Regions from separate parts of the Mus musculus genome. Here region 2 is linked to region 1. Evidence: chromatin contacts called from public HiChIP or PLAC-seq data. All regions are on one chromosome and are shown on one strand. The core of a region is the stretch at or near the end of the contact, and the rest is flanking DNA. Distances in the headings are between cores, read along the strand shown. Region 1 overlaps Acly (ATP citrate lyase). Region 2 overlaps Nkiras2 (NFKB inhibitor interacting Ras-like protein 2).

Region 1 (4,520 bases), core at 1,557-4,056:
TAGGCTACACGTCCAGTTTGGAAGTTCTTCAGAGCAGCAAACGAAGGGTTAAGATAATAAATCCTGAGAGACTTGCCTCAGTTTTTCTAGAAGGAAGCAGCAGACGGAATGACAACTGTCTAACGAGACCCGCGTGGCCAGAGAATAGTCCCACGGTGAACAGAGAAGGAGTCCTCAGACAGAAAAGGGCCCACGGCGGAAGATGCCTGAGAGTTCTCACAGGGCAAGCTAAGTGTCCCAGCTACGCTACAGATTCAGGAGTCCTCCATAACGTACTCCGTGGTCTGCATACTCAATAAGGTATTTGTCATTCTTTTGTTTCAAATTTGTCATTAATTAATTAATTTCTCTTACATGTATAGGTGTTTTGTCTCTTAGGTATGTCTGTAAATCACGTTTGCCTGGTGCCCACGGAAGCCAGAGAGGGCGTCGAATCCCCTGAAACTGGAGCTAACAGCTGGTTGTGCACAGTCATGTGGGTTCTGGGAATTAGACTCAGGTCCTCTAGAAAACCAGCCAGTGCTCTTAAGCGGAGCCATCTCTCCGGTCTCTTGTTTGTCTTTTTGAGACAGAGACTCACTATGTAGCTCTGGCTGACAAGCACCATGCTGTACAGACCAGGTTGACAGCAACATCACAGAGATGTGCCTGCCTCTGCCGCCCAAGTGCTGGGAAAAAAGGCATACGTCACCACACGCAACAATTTTTTAATTTTTATTTATTTTTAATGCGTGTATAAGTGTTCTGGCTACATGTATGTTTATTGTGTACTCCTTGTGCAATGCCTGTGGAGACCAGAAAATGGAATCGGATCCTCCAGAACTAGTTATGAGCAGATGTGAGCCATCTGCCACATCAGTGCTGGGAACTAACCAAGTCCTCTGCAAGATCTGTAAGTGCCGTTAACCTCTGAGCCTTACTTCGAGCCCCAGCTGCTGGTTTTTAAGCAGGATTTCATGTAACTGGGGCTGGCCTTGAACTCACCATGTAGCTAAGGACAACCTTAGACTCCTGATCTTGCCTCTCCTTCCTAACTGTTGGTACTGCAGGCTCATAACACACCACCAGCTCTTCTCCCTTTACTTTCAGTTTTTATGTAACCCAGACTGCCTGGAACTCACTATACCTTAATCTGTGACAATCTCTCAGTCTCAGCTTTTTGCCTGCTGGAATTGGAGGTATGAGTCACCATGCCTGGCTCAATTTTTAAAAATTATTAATTATTATTAATGTTTTTTTAAAACAGGATTTTCTTGTGCAGCTCTGACCTGGAATTCACTCTTGTAGACTAAGCTGGCCTTGAACTCAGAGATCTGCCTCTGCTTCCCAAATGCTGGGATTAAAGGCTCATGCCACCACCTCCACCCTTAATAAATTATTTTTAGAGGCACAAGAAAAAAAGTTTACCCCTTCCTGTTTTGCTGAGGACTTTATAGTCCCAACAGTATTAATCAGCCTGTAAACTAGAGAGAAACCCAGCAACAATCAGCATTTAAATACACACAAATTCTAGGTCAGTAGGGGTCCTGTACAGAGGCTTGAGGCAGCCAGGGCTGAGGCTAGCCCAGCCTTATCTCAACACAAGCCAGCACAGGGCCACAGGGCCCTCACCCGAATCCCTAGACCCATTCTCCCACCCTCCTTATCTCCCAAGTGTCTCTTGGCTGCTCAGAACAATCCTCTTGAGACAGGCTTTCTAATAGCAGGGAAGACTTTAATGAACCGAGCAGGCTGGGCATGGTGGTTCACATTTTTAATCCCAGAACCGGGGAGACAGAAGTAGGCAGTGGTCTACAGAGTGCAAAACCCTCATTGAATAACAGGGAAAAGGCTATGATGGTACAAAGAGGCTACAGGAATGCAGCCACTAGCCAGAAGGGAAAGGTCCCTCGATTGTCTTCCCCTTTCAACTCCCCGAATGACCTAGGGAAGGAAACCAGCCATTGGGGGACATTCTGTGCTCCCCTAGGGAGAGCAATGCATCTCACCCAGAGGCCTCTGATATTAACCTACTGTACTACGGCACGCTTGGCTAGCCAAGATCAAGGTCTGAATAAATCCTCCTGCAGGCCAGCAGTAAGCCTCTTACTGCAAGAGTCAGAAGGCTCTTGATTCGTGAACACCTAGATTTACTGTCATCCCGGGGTTCCTATAAGACGTGGAACCTTAGAGTAAGAGCTGCCACATAATCCAGTCTCATCCTTTCTAGCCCAGGAAATTGAAACAGATATCCACATAGATGGTGGTCCTGGGTCACCTTGGAGAGCCAGGATTACAGACTTGACAAAAACACAGTCGTGTGATAAAGGAGGCCATAAAGTAGTGAGGCTCTGACATTCCCAGGGGAGCCCCCACTGAGTCCAAGTGCCATGCTACATAGAAACCCATCTTCAGAGATAAGGACGATGCCCACCCACACCTCCTGCTTTAAAGTCAGAGTTCAAGTGCTTACCTCCTTAAGCAGAGAGAAAGCAAAGCCAAGAGGGCCACTGGCATCAGTAGCAGGAAGCCCCTCCCCTCCCTCCAACCTTAATGGCCCTACTAAGAGTGGAGGGCACTCTCCATGACCTGGTCTCCTTCCTGTCCTCTCTCTTCTCTAGCTTAAGGACCAAATGAAGGTGCCTGCCTCCGCCCGCTTCCCCTAGGGGAGGAGGGCTCCCTGGAGACTGAGTCTGTCTGTTGCTGCTCTATCAGCACAAAGGCCTCGCCTTCCAGGAAACCGTGATCGCGCTGGAGGCAGACAATGAAAGGATTAAGAGCTAGCAGAGGGGCTGGAGAGATGGCTCAGGGATAAGAGCTGGTTGTGCTCCTGCAGGGGACCTGGCTTCCCTTCCTAGCAGCCATGTCAGGTGGCTTACTTACTAAAGATACAACTGCCTGGAGCTCCAGCACCAAGGGATCCAACACCCTCTTCTGCTCTCCCAAGGCACCTGCGCTCACATCCATCACTCCTCACCCCACCCCAGCTAAGATACACTCAAGTCCACATACTTAAAAGTAAGCCTTAGGGGCTGGCGAGATGGCTTAGTGGGTAAGAGCACTGACTGCTCTTCCGAAGGTCCTGAGTTCAAATCCCAGCAACCACACGGTGGCCCACAACCATCTGTAGCGAGACCTGACGCAACTTCTGATGCATCTGAAGTCAGCTACAGTGTACTTATGTATAATAATAAATAAGTCTTTAGGCTGGAGTCAGAGGAGTTACTAGAGCAAGCAGGACTGACTGGAGTGAGCAGGGTGGACCAGAGCAAGCAGAGGTCCTAATATTCAATTTCCAACAACCACATGAAGGTTCACAGTGTATTCATATACATAAAATAAATAATTAAAAAAAAAGTAAGCCTTAGAAACAAAAACTGATAGTCAGAGGGGGCCACTGTCTTTGTTTAGATATTTCTACCTTCTCTAGGGATCAGTCATCGATGAAGACTCTCTTGCCCTTACAACTGTGAATGTCAGATACACTAGGCAGAGCTCAGTGGGATAGTGGTTTGCTCAGCATGCAAGGAGGCTCTGAGTTTGGTTCCCAGTATTGGAAAAAAATCAAGTCATAAGAAAGTCCTGATACAGGTAACTGAGTAATCTACCTGATCTACCTGCTTGGTCAATGGGCAAATGTGTGTGTGAGATGTGTGTGTACCTGCACTGGAAATGTCCACTGTCAACTGTGACCTCTGACACCAAAGACCACACCCCTTCAGGTCCTGAAAAAGACAGATACTAGCTGACCTTCCTACTTTCTCTCTTCCCACCTTTCTCTGCTCTTCTATCAAACCTGGGAGAACCCTACACTGCTCTGGAGTCAGGAGCGGTGGGGCGCACACGGCTGGCGGTACTCAAGTTGCTGAAGTCGCGGCACGGAAGCAAAGCGATGAGGAGATGCAGATGAGAGTCAGGGTGGAGGTGCGGTCCCTTCCCTACAGCAGCCAGCAGTCAGATCAGAGGTATCAACTGCTCTCTGCCGCTCCCCTTTCAGCTGATGGCACCCTCTTCCCCAGGACCATCCCTGCTGACACCCCTGAGTCCCAGAGCTGTGGGCTGGCTCTCGCTCCTTCTGTCTCCACCTCCCGCCAAGGAAAGGAGCCAGAGACAGCCACACAGGGAAGAGACTGCTGTGCTGGGGCAGGTAAATTCTAAGCAGGAGAGGGAAGGGACAGAGAGCAAAGACTAGGACTCAGGGAGGGGGGGGGCACACCAAGGTGGAGACAGGAAATGTACTACACGGCACTGCAACCCACCAGGGAAGAAAGGAAGCACAGAGAAACTGGGACCCGCTAACAAAGCCACACGCAGAGTTGGGGCACAGTGGGGGCATCCTACCTTGCAGGGATCTTGGACTTGGGACTGAATCTGTTAAAGAAAATGACCAAGGCGTCTGAGTGAACTGCTGGTGGGAGGCTTTGGTGGGAGAGGGGAGAAACAGGGGACAGTTCCACAGAGAAGCCTTCCGGTGCTGTCACTGTGTCATGGCAGACAGCAGGAGTAAAGCCAACGAAAGAGGCAAAGCACCAGTGGGCAGA
Region 2 (4,397 bases), core at 272-2,771, 130 kb after region 1:
GAATCAACCCTTTCCTCCCCAACTTGCTTCTTGGTCATGATGTTTTGTGCAGGAATAGAAACCCTGACTGAGACAGGGTGCTGGCATGATTCCCAGTTGTGCGCATTTGCCAAGAGGTAGTTTAGGAGCTAGAAGGCCGGGAAGATCATTGGAGAGGGTCTTCAACCCACACAAGAGGTAGTGGGCCACATGATAGGAGAGCTCAATCGCTGAGTCTTCTTCTTGGTTTACTAGGTTCCCTCCTAGCACATGAAGCGCGGTCTAGTTTTCCTTCTCTGGGGCTCTGTGTTCTTGCTAGTCCTCCAGAAGTCCTCTGGGAACTGCATCCTCCCCAGCTGTTGGCCAGAAACAGCTGATGGCTACACCTGGTCCTGAGCCACTGCATGCCGACAGTCCCTGTTCTCATCTGTCCTCTCCAGGTCACCATCGTGGTCCTTGGCAACAAGTGTGACCTGCAGGAGCAGCGTCGCGTAGACCCTGACGTGGCCCAGCACTGGGCCAAGTCCGAGAAGGTGAAGCTATGGGAGGTGTCGGTGGCTGACCGACGCTCCCTCCTAGAGCCTTTCATCTACCTGGCCAGCAAGATGACCCAGCCGCAGAGCAAGTCTGCCTTCCCCCTCAGCCGCAAGAACAAGGGCAGCGGCTCCTTGGATGGCTGAATAGCTGCCCTTCTTGCTTCACCATTCCAAGCCCATTCCGGGATGGGTGGCGAGCACAGGGTGCATAAGCAAGCTGTTCTTCCCAGTCGGTAGGGGAGTGACCCTCTAGGACAGGAAGCTGGGCTGGCCCAGGCCAGTGCCACCTTTGTCCTCTCTTAACTCCAAGAAGTGCAAGTGAACTTGATTGTTGGCCCTCCCTTGACCTTCCATAATAGTTCCCACCCCTCCCCCAGCTGACCATATTTTCTCCACTGTCACCTAGACACTTATGGGTTAGTGTCCCTTCCATCTGCCTGGTGCAGGAAGCAGGGCCGTCATGCCAACGCGCCCAGTCCAGGATCTGCCTCCTATCAGGGATCCCAACTCTGAATTTCCTGCCACTAACATACACACAGTACCAGCCTTAAAACAAAAGACTAGGTACTGTAAGCATACATTTGTGCGAGCTGGCTTAGGGTTGGTTCCTCATCCTCCACCCTGACCTTTCCTCTGGCCTGTTCAAGGCCTGGTAAAGTCAGGCTCCTGGGAGTGGCATTTCCTGTTTGACCTCTACCCATCTCCCAGTTGTTTCACTTCCTCTTCCTGTTCCAGGAGCAGAGGTCTTATTGGCTGAGGTAGAGTGGAGTGATGACTGGGCTGTCACATGCCCTGAGACTTAGCAAGACTCTTCTCCCCTGAGCGTCAGTCTTCTCGTATGTGAGTTGACAGAAGCTTGGATGTCACCTAGAGCCACGGGTAGCGCTGTGACTTTTCTAAAGCTGGTGGCTTGGGCCTCCTGTGTGTCTTCTGCCCCTGCTCCACCCTCTTTAAGGTGCTACACCTACCGGCCCTGGAGGCTGGACGGCCTCTCTTAACCACCAGGGGGCAGGGGTGCACTCTGCTCAGTGCTGCGAGCGAGCGGCTGTCTATTAACCTGCCCAACAGGGTAGTGTCCATCCCTCCTGGTTGGTTTTGGCTAGTAGCTGGACTTTATATTTATACTCTCTCTGTATTTATGCACCTGCTGCTCTGGTGAAGGTGGGATAAGCCGCGCCCCCAGCCCTTCTTTCTTACCTCAGATGCCTGAAGAGAACCAGGCAGCCCAGTAGCAGCTTCCCAGGAGCTGACAAGCCTTCCATCAGAGGCTTGTGCTATCAAGTGAGCTTATCACCCACAACCTGCGGTGCCCACTCCGTGCTTCTGATGTGCACACCTCACACGGGTTAAACACTATGGCCAGGCCACCTCCAATACCCTCTCCTCCTCCTAGAACAGGCGAGGGGGGGCTGGTGCCCAGGCCTGGGCAAGGAGAGTCTGGGCACCTACAGGCTCAGGCTTGAAGTTCATTTATTGATGTGTTGGACACAATAAAACCACAACTGCTATTATCAAAAAGTTTCCCGTCCCCTACCCCTTTTCTTGTCCCATTGGAAATATCTTTCAAAAAAAGGGGGATATAGGTGGATCCTGGTGAAATCCCATGTCGAATGGGGGAATGGCACTGGCTTTGGTGACATGAAAGTTGATCTTGAGGGTTTACTGGACCATGTACCAGCCCGAAACGCCACACTTGGGATGGCCAGACCCAGTGTGGAATGGAGAGTCCCTAGGCTGAGGGAGACCCAGAGCCCCTTTAGAGTTGGGGTTCAAGAGAAACCACTGAAAGGCTAAGATAAGAAGAGCTGTAGTGCCGGGTGTGGTGGTGCACGCCTTTAGTCCCAGCACTCGGGAGGCAGAGGCAGGCAGATTTCTGAGTTCGAGGCCAGCCTGGTCTACAAAGTGAGTTCCAGGACAGCCAGGGCTATTGTGTCAAAGCCAGACCAGGCAGGGTGGTGTGTGCCTTTAGTTCCGTTACTTAAGAGGCAGAGGCAGGTAGATTTTTTGAGTTTGCCAGCCTGAGCATACAGTCCCAGACCAGCCAGGATGACACAGTCAGGCCCAGCCTGAACACCACTTTTCCCTTCAAGCCCCACCCCCACGAGCAGATGGCGCGTCATCTCAACTCTGCCTCACTTTCACAGTACATTTTTTAAGAACTTTGGGGCCTCTTATCTCTATGGCCCTTTGCCATACATACCCTGTAGTCTACTTGTGGTTGTTTTGGTGTTTGAGACAGTGTCTAGCTATATGGCTCAAACTGACTTTGAACTCGTAATCCAGGCCCTAGGATTGCAGGAATGCACCACCATACCTGGCTACCCCATGGTAAATATGCCTGATAGGTTCCAGCCCACTTCAGTTTGAGATCCCTGTCTCTAGTGATTGTCCAGACCGCTCTAGAACATGGCAGGAGAGGCTGGCCCTTGGGAGCTAAAATGCTGTCAGCTCTGTGTACGTCTCTAGTTGGGGTCTGGGTATGAGAGCACCATGAGACTGGGGCTGTGGTTTTTGCATAGATCTTTGGGATTTGTTAAATCATAGATGCAGGGCAGCCTAGGGCTGGCCCAGGAAAGGAGGGTAGTGGTGGTCCTCAGAGCCAGGGGACTGGAGAACCCCAGTCTGAGTGAAGGGCAGCTACCCAGGTTGGGTGGGAACCCGGAAACTGCAAAAGGCAGTCTCTGTGGGATGTGGAGACAAGTGTCTGACTGGAAGAGATAGGATGTGGCCATTCTGAGTCCACTAATAGGGAGCAAAAAGGATGGGTCCTGCAGCAGGGCGGACAGCTCCTGCTGGAGAACGAAACAGAGCTGGGCCCAGGACAGGAGCTGGGAAGAGGGTAGCAGCTGCTGTTGCAGCAGGCCGGAGGGTCAGGGGCCCTGGCAGGGCACAGATGGCAGCAGCTGTGGTGGGCAGCGGACCAGGCAGGAAGCGGGCTGCCAGCGTCTTGGTGAGTTGCTTCTGCAAGGCCAATTTAGACTACAATAAAAACAGAAATGGAGAGGGTCTCTGATACCAGAGAAGCCCGCCCCCTCCCTGGGACACATCCAGGAGCCTTTTTGCCTCGGGGACGTGCCTTTTAGAGTTCTAAGTCTAACCTCCTCCCTCCCGCCCCCAAACAGTCATGCCAGGGGGCCTTGCTGTGCCAGCTGTCTTCCTGCCCAGCAGATGGACAGCCTCGGGACGGGCCGCACTGTGAGGGGTAGGAAGAGATGGTCTCTAGGATAAGCACACCCACCCCTGGCTTTTGCCCTTCATATTATGACCTTAGGCCCAGCCCACCCGCAGGAAATTCCTCTGGGTATGGCCCACCTCCACCCCCTAACCCTGTCCCTGCTCAGGCAGCTGCAGGACCAGCAGCCTCCCTCTTGCCACACCCCAAGCCTTTCAGCTGGCCCTGCCTCCTCCTCTCTCCCATATAGACCATGGTCCTCCTAGAGACAGGTACCTTGAGAACACTCACAGCCAGTGCTGTGTGCTTCTGCAGCTTGTTATGCTGGCTGGAGGACTTGGGGGGCTTCCCAGCCAGCCGGTCTTTGTGCCTCCGGCTGCTCATGTGCTGACAGACAGACAGACAGACAGACAGAGAATGAGATGAGGAAGCCCACAGAACCCAAACTATTCTATTGTCAGACTATCTCAGACTTCCTCTTATCCATAGTTCGTACGTTCAACACACACACAAGGGGCTCTCAGGCGTGGGACAGTCCTGGACAGCCTAGCCACATCCATCCCTCAGTGGGCATCAATGCCTCCTCCCTTGCTCTGATACCCATCCTATCCTGGTCTCCCTTCTCCTACCTGCTTGAGCTGGGTCTCTGAATTGACATGGAGCTGACAGAGGGCACAATGGAAAGGAGGGCTGGGTCCCTGCCGGCCCCC

What was found. HiChIP or PLAC-seq counts read pairs in DNA pulled down with a chosen protein or histone mark.
Region 2: an RNA polymerase II HiChIP or PLAC-seq map of embryonic stem cells shows a contact between it and region 1, with 14 read pairs. The contact joins two enhancer-like sites. A contact is called at or near these places in 8 of 39 promoter capture datasets (HPC-7-derived erythroid cells, embryonic stem cells, hippocampal neurons and 3 more), 2 of 484 Hi-C or Micro-C datasets (centroblasts and embryonic stem cells), 4 of 115 datasets of contacts at active chromatin or transcription factors (the SCID.adh cell line and embryonic stem cells) and 3 of 9 other capture datasets (adipose tissue, liver and pancreatic islet).

The regions. Positions count from the first base shown.
Region 1 is chr11:100,498,840-100,503,359 of GRCm38.p6, forward strand. All of the region lies in intron 13 of Acly (ATP citrate lyase), which reads right to left. Among named protein-coding and RNA genes, the nearest start is that of Mir7116, 23 kb to the left of the region's middle. Within about 2 kb of position 2,807, at least 33 of the 459 cell types and tissues checked have an H3K27ac peak or open chromatin away from gene starts, as enhancers often do. A contact at or near this core is called in embryonic stem cells and trophoblast stem cells, where this site is marked.
Region 2 is chr11:100,625,575-100,629,971 of GRCm38.p6, forward strand. It overlaps Nkiras2 (NFKB inhibitor interacting Ras-like protein 2), which reads left to right. Exons shown (of 4, transcript NM_028024.2): 4 at 420-2,028. The coding sequence ends at 659. Zfp385c (zinc finger protein 385C) reads right to left here. Exons shown (of 9, transcript NM_001373887.1): 7 at 4,317-4,397; 8 at 3,964-4,074; 9 at 1,969-3,494. The coding sequence ends at 3,258. Among named protein-coding and RNA genes, the nearest start is that of Nkiras2, 4.8 kb to the left of the region's middle. Within about 2 kb of position 1,522, at least 183 of the 459 cell types and tissues checked have an H3K27ac peak or open chromatin away from gene starts, as enhancers often do. A contact at or near this core is called in embryonic stem cells and trophoblast stem cells, where this site is marked.